Regions from separate parts of the Mus musculus genome. Here all the other regions are linked to region 2. A link is a contact called in public ChIA-PET and Hi-C data. All regions are on one chromosome and are shown on one strand. Each heading gives the region's core, a stretch centred on a gene start, on an enhancer-like site or on the middle of the called end of the contact. The rest is flanking DNA. Distances are from core to core; before and after follow the strand shown.

Region 1 (2,960 bases), core at 122-2,621, 110 kb after region 2:
GACCGTGTGTCTTAAGAGTTTATGTGAGGGCTGGTGAGATGGCTCAGCAGGTAAGAGCACCCGACTGCTCTTCTGAAGGTCCGGAGTTCAAATCCCAGCAACCACATGGTGGCTCACAACCATCCGTAACAAGATCTGACTCCCTCTTCTGGAGTGTCTGAAGACAGCTACAGTGTACTTACATATAATAAATAATAAATCTTTAAAAAATAAAGGGAAAGGAGAAATGCACTTTAAAAAAAAAAAAAAAAAGTTTATGTGAATAACCAAATCAGACCGGCTACCACCTCTCAATTCTCACATTTTCCTGAAAAAATGATGGAATCTCTATTTTCCTTTTATCCTCCCCAGAGCCCTTATACCAAGAATATAAAGAGACAGATAACTAATCCCTGGGAGGGTTCAGGAACCTGCCTGGGGTCACAGATAAGGACTCAACATTGCAGAGTGTCCCTGTGTCCCTGTAACTTCCTGAGTGACATCCCAGAGACATTCCCAGTGGGGAATAGGTCTTGGTAGCGCCACCTGGCTTCAGGTCCCTAAGGTCAGTCACTCTTGTAGGACTTGGCTTTGGGCCAGGCTCAAATTAAGCAGCCATTCTAGAAGAGTTGGACAGAGAACCACCCTGGGCCACCCAAACTATCTAGTCCCCCACCAAGAGTGTTTGCTGGGGCAAGGAGGTTGAGAAATGTTTTCTTTACATTCTAGCATCTGGTCACGTGATAGTGTAACTGGACAGTTGTGTTTTGACTTTATTTACGCAGTTTTTATTGAAGATCAGAGCCGACTGTGAAATCTGAAAGGTTTTATTTCCTAACACAGGTAACTCTAAGAGGCTAGAGGTCATCAGCTCGCCCATGCAGGGAGGGGGCCTTGGAATGAGAAGACCCCTGCACCCTCACTGGCCCTTCTTGTGCGCGTTCTTGATGATGGCGTTCTTGAAGAGCGTCACCAGGGGCGTCTGGCTCTTCTCGGAGGTCATGAAGCCACCGTAACGCTTGTCCTTGGGCGGGTTGCTCCAGCGGAAGTGCTCCACCCGGTAGGGCCCGTCGTCCTTCTCCGCGTCGGACTCCAGGACCTGCTCCAAGCCTAATGGCCGCTCGCCTTCCAGCTCCCTCTTGAACTCTAGGGGAAAGGCCTCCGCCGACTCGTTCTCAGCAACGTTGGGGTACACCTTCACCGGGCGCCGTTTCTTGCCCACCGGCTTGCCCCAGCGGAAGTGCTCCATGGAGTAGGAGCGCTTGCCCTCGCGTGGACTCGGCTCTGGACTGCCATCTCCCCACACCGCCTCTTCCTCCGCACGCCTCTGCGCCGCGCTGCCAGCACTGCTGCTGTTCCTGGGGCCGAAGCGGTCCCAGCGGAAGTGACCCATGACGTACTTCCGGGGGTTTTCAGTCAGGGGCTGTTCATCTCCGTTGCCAGGAAACACGGGCGTCTCCAGCGAGAGGTCGAGTTTGCAAGCCCGGATGCAAGCCTGTAGGGAGGCCAGGCGAGTGAGCCAAGCCTGGCTCTGCGGCCACCGTTTCTGCACCCTAATTCGGGTTCCAGTTTGGGCCTCAAGACCATCACACCTAGCAGTGTGGACTCCCGAGGTCCCACCAACATCCTGCACCAAGCAGCTATTGCCCATGCATGATTCTGCCTAGATGGCAGTAAGCAGCCCAATCGACCCCTTGCTTATTTGTCTTTCTTAGCTCTTACTAGCAAGGTCTTGCACCAAAAGGGGTGTTGTCAATGGAGTCAAAGTATGGTACTATTTAAGTCCAGGACAGGCATGGGCCTGGAATTTGGGAAAGAATATTCCTGCTAATAGGTTTCTGGCTTCTGGGGGTCTGGACTTTAACAATGATCCAATCTTGCACCAGTAATCTACAAAGTTTTGTGCCTACTCCAGCCATGTATCCCTAGGTCTCTTGTCTCAAAACTTTCTTGCACCCACTAGGTCTTTTACTGTGTGCACTGATCTTGTATCATCTCAATCAGAATTTTGAGACAAACTGGTTAGTTTCCCTGCCACCTTATCCTAACTGGAAGAGAGGGTAAAAGGCACAGGATAAATCCTCCGCGAGGGGTCTGCTGGTGCAGCTACACCTAGAAGACTCACAACTGCATTCCTGGTTATTTTCACATAAGCTGCATCGTTAAGAAAGAAGGATCTGGTTAAGATCCCCCAGCTCATTGTGAGGTGTCAGAGAAACAGAGCCCATGACCTCTGACCTTCTTTACCCGCCACCCCCACCCCTTTCCTGGTGAGATCTCAGGAGAGGCTATGGAAGTCAGAAGCCTTGGGTTTTTCTGAACTGGATCTCCCAGGATTCCTTGGGCCTTCTAAGACTAAAACACACTGTATATGACCCTTGCTCTTGAGGAGGTCTCTTTCACCCTCAACTGTCCATTGATAAAACAAACAGGATGCTGTGGCAGACACTAGCGGGTACCCAACATTTGTGTGCACACATGTGCATGCACATGGTGACCTGAAAGGGGCCCCAACCTGTCCCAGAGAGCTTTTACATGCTTCCGCAGGTAAGACTGGGAAGGACCTTGGCTGAAGCCCTGTCTTCTAGAAGCAGCATGGGATATTTGGCACCAGTTTGGGGGAAGAAGAGGGGGGATGTTTTGGTCTTTTCTTCTCCCTCTGGCCCTCTGGAGATGGAGTGTGGAAATACCTGACTAGTAACTGGCTTTGTAACTGAGAGAACATAAAGAGGGAAGAAATATGAAATGAGTTTGTAGGTTCTCACTGTTTAAAGGGAGGTTGATTTGGGAGCCAAAGGGCTGAGTTATAGGATCAACTAAGAGCAATCGTGGCTAATGTAGCATCGTTTAAACTGAGTAGTGCTGAGGAGTCCTCACAGAAAGCAAAGCAGGGGATGAGAATAATCGATAGAAATTATGAACCAGCCCCCTTTCCCTGAAGCCATCCCCTCCTCACCTTTCCCTTATTCCAACCTTATGGA
Region 2 (3,059 bases), core at 320-2,819:
AGAAATCTGAATTTGGATGGATGGTATGCATGATACCATGTTACCAATTATAGGACCTGTATAATTACAACAACCTTTATAGTCATGGTGAACACTTCCTTTCAAAGGAATATCAAATGGACTGCTGGGCTGATGTAGAGCAGAGGCTTGGTAAAGACGGTCTGTAGAGAGGCAAAGCACGCACACTCTGGTTCCCTCACTCTCCTCATCTTCCTCACCAGGCTTCATTCTCCTCCTCTGCTCCTCTCCCTCCCTCCCACTCTTTCTTCCCTTTGCTGCCTGAGCCTCCACAGTTTGAGTCACAGGCTGCCTCCAGTCTTGAAGGCGTGATCATTAGTCAGGGATGTGGGCTCAGCCTTCCTCTGGCTGTCTGGAGACATCTGGGGAGCTCACAGGGAAAGAACTCAAGCAGCTGGCATAACCTGTGTGCTTCGGAGTTGCGGAGCCTGAGGGCGGTGACAGCAGCAGTGACCAAGCCAGAATCAGCACTGGTTGCTGATGCAGAGGCTGATGCAGAGGCTGATGTAGATGCTGCTGCTGCTGCTGCTGGCCATACAGGGAGGGAGGAGCAGCAGCCATCCAGAGACCCAGAATGTGCCTGTAGTAAGCAAGGGGTTGAGTGGAACAGCTGCTAGGCTAATGACATCCTCAGGGACCAGGGACAGGCAGGAGATAAAGGGCAAGTTCAGCGCCTGCAGCACCCATACCAGCCTTCATTCCCCTCCTCTCTGTCGTCTCAGTTCTCTGAGTCCCCGCCACCCCTGGTTAAGCTCTCTGGCTCTACTTAACACTGGAAGTGAGGTCCTGCCCTGGCATCCCCTTTGCTCACATTGTATCAAAGTGGGGCTCAGAGGAGGCGGTCAGGATTGCTCTGAATCCTGCCTTGTGGCACAAAGGCGATAAGGAGGCTCTCCTTTCTCCTGGGCTTCACATTCATCATTTGTCATTCCAGGTCGCCTTGGGGCAGGTTTTTGAAACTTAGGTCGGTCCCCTTCAGCATCTTCTTCAACTAACAGTCGACGCCGGAACTGGGAGTAAAGGGAACATAGGCCTGGGTTTGGGGCTTAGTTGATAAAGTGTTTATCTAGTACACAAGAAGCCCTGGGTTGGACCCTGCCTGAGCTGGGCGTGGTGCCTGCAGTTCCAGCACTGAGGAAGTAGAGGGTACAAAGCCATGCTTAGTTGTATGGCAGGTTTGAGGCTAGGCAGGGTTGAGGCTAGTCCGTGTGGGCTATGAGAATCCTTATCTTTTTGTTATTGTTGGTGGGTTTTGGTATTTGTTGTTGTTGTTGTTTGTTTGTTTGTTTTTTGTTTTCTTTTGTTTTCTTTGGTTTGGTTTCTTGAGACAGGGTTGTTCTATGTAGCCTTGGCTGCCCTAGAACTTGAGCTGTAGACCAGGCTCTCCTTGATCTCACAGAGACAGATCTGTCTGCCTCTGCCTTCAGAGTGCTGGGATTAAAGGTGTGAACCACTATCCCCAATGAGATACTATCTTTAAAAAAAAAAGTGTGGTGGTTGTTATGGTGATGGTTGTCATGGTCCTTGTGGTGGTGGTGTCTGCAAGACCTGGAAGGGTGTGGCTTCCTACTGTTGCAGGGTAGAGCTATGACTCCAGGCTACAGGGTGGACTCCAGAAAGAGTCTGAGGAAATAAATTCTCCTTATTTCCTTCCATATGTCTGCATCATTCGGAGGCAGAGTTTCGCCTCTTCCCTAGGGATGAAAACCTGTGGCAATTGTTTGAAAAATGGAGGTCCAAGCTTTGAGGACCTAGAGGAGGAAGGTGGGTGTGACCATCTCCTCACCCCAACACAGAGACCTAAAAGCTCTTACAACCTTCATCTTTGTATCTCTGAAGCAGACATTTGAGGAGACTAGCGGTTTGTCACGGTGTTCCTCACCTTTCTGTGCCTGGACGCCATCTTTTTGCACTGGTTTCCTTGTCAGGTTTACTTCTGCCCAGGGAATTCTGTGCTCCACACACTCCATTTGAGGCAACAACCACATCCCCAGACCTTGAGAGCATGTGCCTTCTTTGTCCTTCCATACTTCCCAACTTTGGTTCTCATGGGACGGTTTCTCTCAACGAATAGTTAGGAGAAAAGCATCTAATTAAACTAATTCAAATTACAGTCATGAAACCCACTCTCTTTAAAGAGCTTGGCTATTTCCCCTCCTAAAAAATTTCCCATGTAGGATGCTCAGCTGGGCTAGCAGGACAGAATCATGTTCTCCCCACTTTCCTCTCTGACAGGGTCTTCATTTAGTCAGATTTACTCTGAAATGTACTTGTAGCTCATAGTCCAGGCTTTTCCTTAACTATTAAAATATCTTCCTACCTCTGCCTCCAAAGTGCTGGGTGATGCTAAAGGCATGCATCATCACAGCCCACCAAAAATATTTAATGGACCGCTGGAACAGAAACAGGTGACAATCCTGGCTCTTCGCCATTCCCAGCATGCCGCCTAAGGCTGTTTTGCTCATCTGGAAGAGACACAGGAGTCATGAAGATGAGCATGGGGCCCCGAATATACTCTCTCCTCTGTCTGAGGCATGCAAGGGACAGCTCAGATAAATGTACTGTCTTCCTGGCTGGCACCAGAGTTCTCGGTAGAGGTGGGGCGTGCTGGAGATGAACTTGGGGTTCTAGAGATGATGTTGGTGCAAGCCTCTGCATGGTTCTCAAGGAGCAAGAAAGAAGCCAGGTAAAGATGTGACGATAGACATTCTTAGCCCTAGAACTAGGGAGGCTGGAGCAGGGAGATCTCTAGATGGAGACCAGCCTGAGATATAAGGCAAAACTATCTCAAAAGCTTAAAATTTTTTATTACATGTATGTATGTATGTATGTATGTATGTATGTATGTATGTACCTATGTATGTGGATACATGTGAGTGCACAAGCAGGCTATAGTGGGATGTAGACAACTTGGAAGAGCCAGTTCAGTTTTTTCCTTCCACAATGTGGGCCCCAGATATTGAACTCAAATTATCAGGCTTAGCAGCAAGTACCTCTAGATATTGAGCCGTTTTCCTGCACCACACCCCCCCCCACATACA
Region 3 (2,700 bases), core at 150-2,649, 84 kb after region 2:
CCAAAGTGTTTGCCACCCGTTGCTTTAAAATCATCATGTACTCAATTCAGGTATGGTTTGTCCCTGTTCAAGCTTGGGCACAAGGGCACTTCCTGGTGCTGGACAATGCACAAAGCAGAAAGCCAGGTGTCCTCTGACTCCCCCCCCCCCCCCCAGAGACCCCCAGCTGCCACAGATCATGCTGTATCATCCGGCTGGGAAGGAATTGCAAGGAGTTCTCTGTTTAATGTTTCCTATATCCTAGGCCAACATTTATTTTATTTTTATGAAATACAATGGAAAATAATTCCTAGAGAAAATTAAATCTCAAAGAAGACAAGCCACCTGCATTCCCTGAGCGCCCCCGTTACTGCGGGTGTACTTTCCTTCTGGCCCACATCTTAGCAGCAGTGTTATCAGACAGATCTTGAATTGGCACTGGGCTGGCTCCCAGCCACACTTTGAGCTGCACTGAGATGAACCACGTGGCCTCTCATGGGCCTTGCCAGTAAAACCTGGGGACAGGGAGAAATGAAAGACAATATTTTGAAATAGATTGCTGGCCGCCTTTGAAGTAAAGGAATTCAGGGAAAATGTGCAAACACAGATTCCCTGGGATTTGGCTCCGTTTTTGTGGGGGTTGGGGTGGGGTGCTGCAAGAAAGAGAGCGAGGTCTGGGTGCCACCTGCAGTGCCCACTGGCTGTGGGATGTCATTTTGGTTCACCCTGAGCCTCTGGGTTCCAGCAGAGGGCTACCGGGCCGGGGGGCAGGGGGGGGGGTGTTGTTGTTTGGGGACCAGCACGTCTTCCTCCTCCACAGCCGCAGCACTCCCACCTGGTTATCCAGCAGCTCCTGAGCCACCTGGACGCCAACAGCCGCAGCGCGGCGACTGTGCGCGCCGGCATCGTGGAAGTCCTATCGGAAGCTGCAATTATCGCTGCCACGGGCTCTGTCGGTAAGGGGGTCCGGAGCAAAAGGCAAGGGGCGTGGGGTGGGGGGGTGTGTGCAGGCGTTAGATTTAGAGCCGATTGGCTGCGCGGGCCTGGGCTTACGGGAGAGCAGGAGGGATTCCTGTCATGATTTGTGGGTCCCTCCCCCTTGGCGCCCAGGGCCCACGGTACTGGAGATGTTCAACACCCTGCTGCGGCAGCTGCGGCTCAGCATCGACTACGCGCTAACTGGGAGCTACGACGGCGCTGTGAGCCTGGGCTCCAAGATCATCAAGGAGCATGAGGAGTGCATGTTCCAGGAGGCCGTCATCAAAACTATCGGTGGGGAAATGGGTGGGTCTGGGAGGGGCCATTGAGGCTTGAGGGATCGACTCCAGGGGAGGAGTTGTCAACGATCTGGAGGCGGGGCTAAGGAGGCAGAGCCTGTGAAACGGGGCCTAGGACGTGGTAGTGGAGATAGATCTGGGCGAGGCTTGGAAAGGGGCGGAGTCTGGGGAAGGAACTTAGTAAAGGGAAGGACCCAGTGAGGCTTGGAGAAGGGAGGGACCTGATAAGATTTGAAGAGGAATGAGGCTGTGGGGAGAGGTTGCCAGAGACCTAGTTCTCTGGCCTGAGACAGGCAGGGCCTAAGGGTTAAGACTAGGGCTGTACTGAAAGGAGAGACCCTGGCAAAGCTTGGAGAGGGGAAGAGCTCTAGAGGAGGAGTTAGCTGGGGCCTAGGAAAAGGAGTTAGAAGAGCAAGGAATCTTGGGAGGATGAGGTGGAACCAGGACTAGAGAGAGATGATCCTTGTGGGAGAACCAGGCCTCCGCCATAGCATCTGCTGTATGATTACCTAGCACTGTGTTATTTAGGGACACTGGGGGAAATGGCAGCCAGCTAATGACACATAATGATCTGGGCAAAGACACCAGATCAGTCTGGGTTTCTCAGCCTGGCTCTCCTGCAAAGGCAGACTTCCTGTGTCTCCATCCTCATTAGGCATGCCTAGTGCTTCCAGGTGGGCCCGCAGTAGGGGAGGTGGGACTAAGGCATAAAAAAAAAAAAAAAAAAAAAAAGACAGGAAGGAAGCAACGGAGACTGTTTGTGCCCTGGATGTGGAGAAACATGGAACAGGGTCTCCTCCCTCTCAGAGGTCCTTGTGCCTATGCCATGGTCTCATCAGCCGTGAAACCACTGAGCTGCCCTATCCCCCAGGAAGAAGCCCAGATGACAGTAACAAGGGAAGAGCTGGCATCTGGAAGGGCCCTCTGGAGTCCCTCTTGCTCCCTCCTCGGGAGACAGGGTCAAAGCAGCCTGCCTAGGCAGATCTCTCTGGGCTGCCCCAGCCCTGGGCACTAGGGAGCCTCACTCTCTCCATTCAGCTGCTGCTGAGCCCAGGGGACCTCTCACGCTCCCTCCTCTCCTCACAGGCTCCTTTGCCAGCACACTGCCGACCTACCAGCGCTCAGAGGTGATCCTCTTCATCATGAGCAAAGTCCCGCTGCCTTCTGTGCATCACCCCGTAGAGACCGGACGGACGGGGTCAGTCCACTGCTTCTTCCCAGCCCACCCTCTCTGGCTCCTGGTTTTCACCCTGACTTCTGTGGCTCTGCTTTCTTCTCTTGGCTCAAAAACAGAGGGGTCATAGGTCCCGTGGCAATTTTTCAGCCTCCCCCCCCCCCCCCAGTTAGGGAAATCATGGGTCCACCAACAAGCCTCCTGGTGAGAACACTCAGGAGTGGGGGGTGCAGCCGAGCACTCTATTGCCATCCTGCTGAGACCATGTCT

What was found. Hi-C and Micro-C count contacts between places; a contact is called where the count stands out from the background. ChIA-PET counts read pairs in DNA pulled down with a chosen protein or histone mark.
Region 1: an RNA polymerase II ChIA-PET map of memory CD8 T cells shows a contact between it and region 2, with 64 read pairs. The contact joins two enhancer-like sites. A contact is called at or near these places in 27 of 39 promoter capture datasets (the 3T3-L1 cell line, 3T3-L1-derived adipocytes, the C10 cell line and 17 more), 14 of 484 Hi-C or Micro-C datasets (8-cell embryo, the AML12 cell line, the CH12 cell line and 11 more), 17 of 115 datasets of contacts at active chromatin or transcription factors (T-cell acute lymphoblastic leukemia, bone marrow-derived macrophages, cardiomyocytes and 11 more) and 4 of 9 other capture datasets (adipose tissue, liver, macrophages and 1 more).
Region 3: a Hi-C map of cerebral cortex shows a contact between it and region 2, with 4 times the contacts expected there. The contact joins two enhancer-like sites. A contact is called at or near these places in 1 of 39 promoter capture datasets (embryonic stem cells), 5 of 15 datasets of contacts at CTCF or cohesin (CD8 T cells, the NIH/3T3 cell line, embryonic stem cells and 1 more), 228 of 484 Hi-C or Micro-C datasets (the 3T3-L1 cell line, 3T3-L1-derived adipocytes, the 63-12 cell line and 127 more), 36 of 115 datasets of contacts at active chromatin or transcription factors (the NIH/3T3 cell line, the SCID.adh cell line, T-cell acute lymphoblastic leukemia and 25 more) and 4 of 9 other capture datasets (adipose tissue, embryonic stem cells, liver and 1 more).

The regions. Positions count from the first base shown.
Region 1 is chr12:3,958,407-3,961,366 of GRCm38.p6, reverse strand. Pomc (pro-opiomelanocortin-alpha) reads right to left here. Exons shown (of 3, transcript NM_001278584.1): 3 at 724-1,474. The coding sequence ends at 899. Among named protein-coding and RNA genes, the nearest start is that of Pomc, 4.9 kb to the right of the region's middle. Within about 2 kb of position 1,371, at least 317 of the 459 cell types and tissues checked have an H3K27ac peak or open chromatin away from gene starts, as enhancers often do. A contact at or near this core is called in 8-cell embryo and memory CD8 T cells, where this site is marked.
Region 2 is chr12:4,064,166-4,067,224 of GRCm38.p6, reverse strand. No RefSeq gene overlaps it. Among named protein-coding and RNA genes, the nearest start is that of Dnajc27, 17 kb to the left of the region's middle. Within about 2 kb of position 1,569, at least 39 of the 459 cell types and tissues checked have an H3K27ac peak or open chromatin away from gene starts, as enhancers often do. A contact at or near this core is called in 8-cell embryo, CD8 T cells, cerebral cortex and 7 more, where this site is marked.
Region 3 is chr12:3,980,205-3,982,904 of GRCm38.p6, reverse strand. Efr3b (EFR3 homolog B) reads left to right here. Exons shown (of 23, transcript NM_001082483.1): 8 at 1-50; 9 at 800-935; 10 at 1,090-1,251; 11 at 2,343-2,454. Among named protein-coding and RNA genes, the nearest start is that of Pomc, 27 kb to the right of the region's middle. Within about 2 kb of position 1,399, at least 259 of the 459 cell types and tissues checked have an H3K27ac peak or open chromatin away from gene starts, as enhancers often do. A contact at or near this core is called in 8-cell embryo, CD8 T cells, cerebral cortex and 7 more, where this site is marked.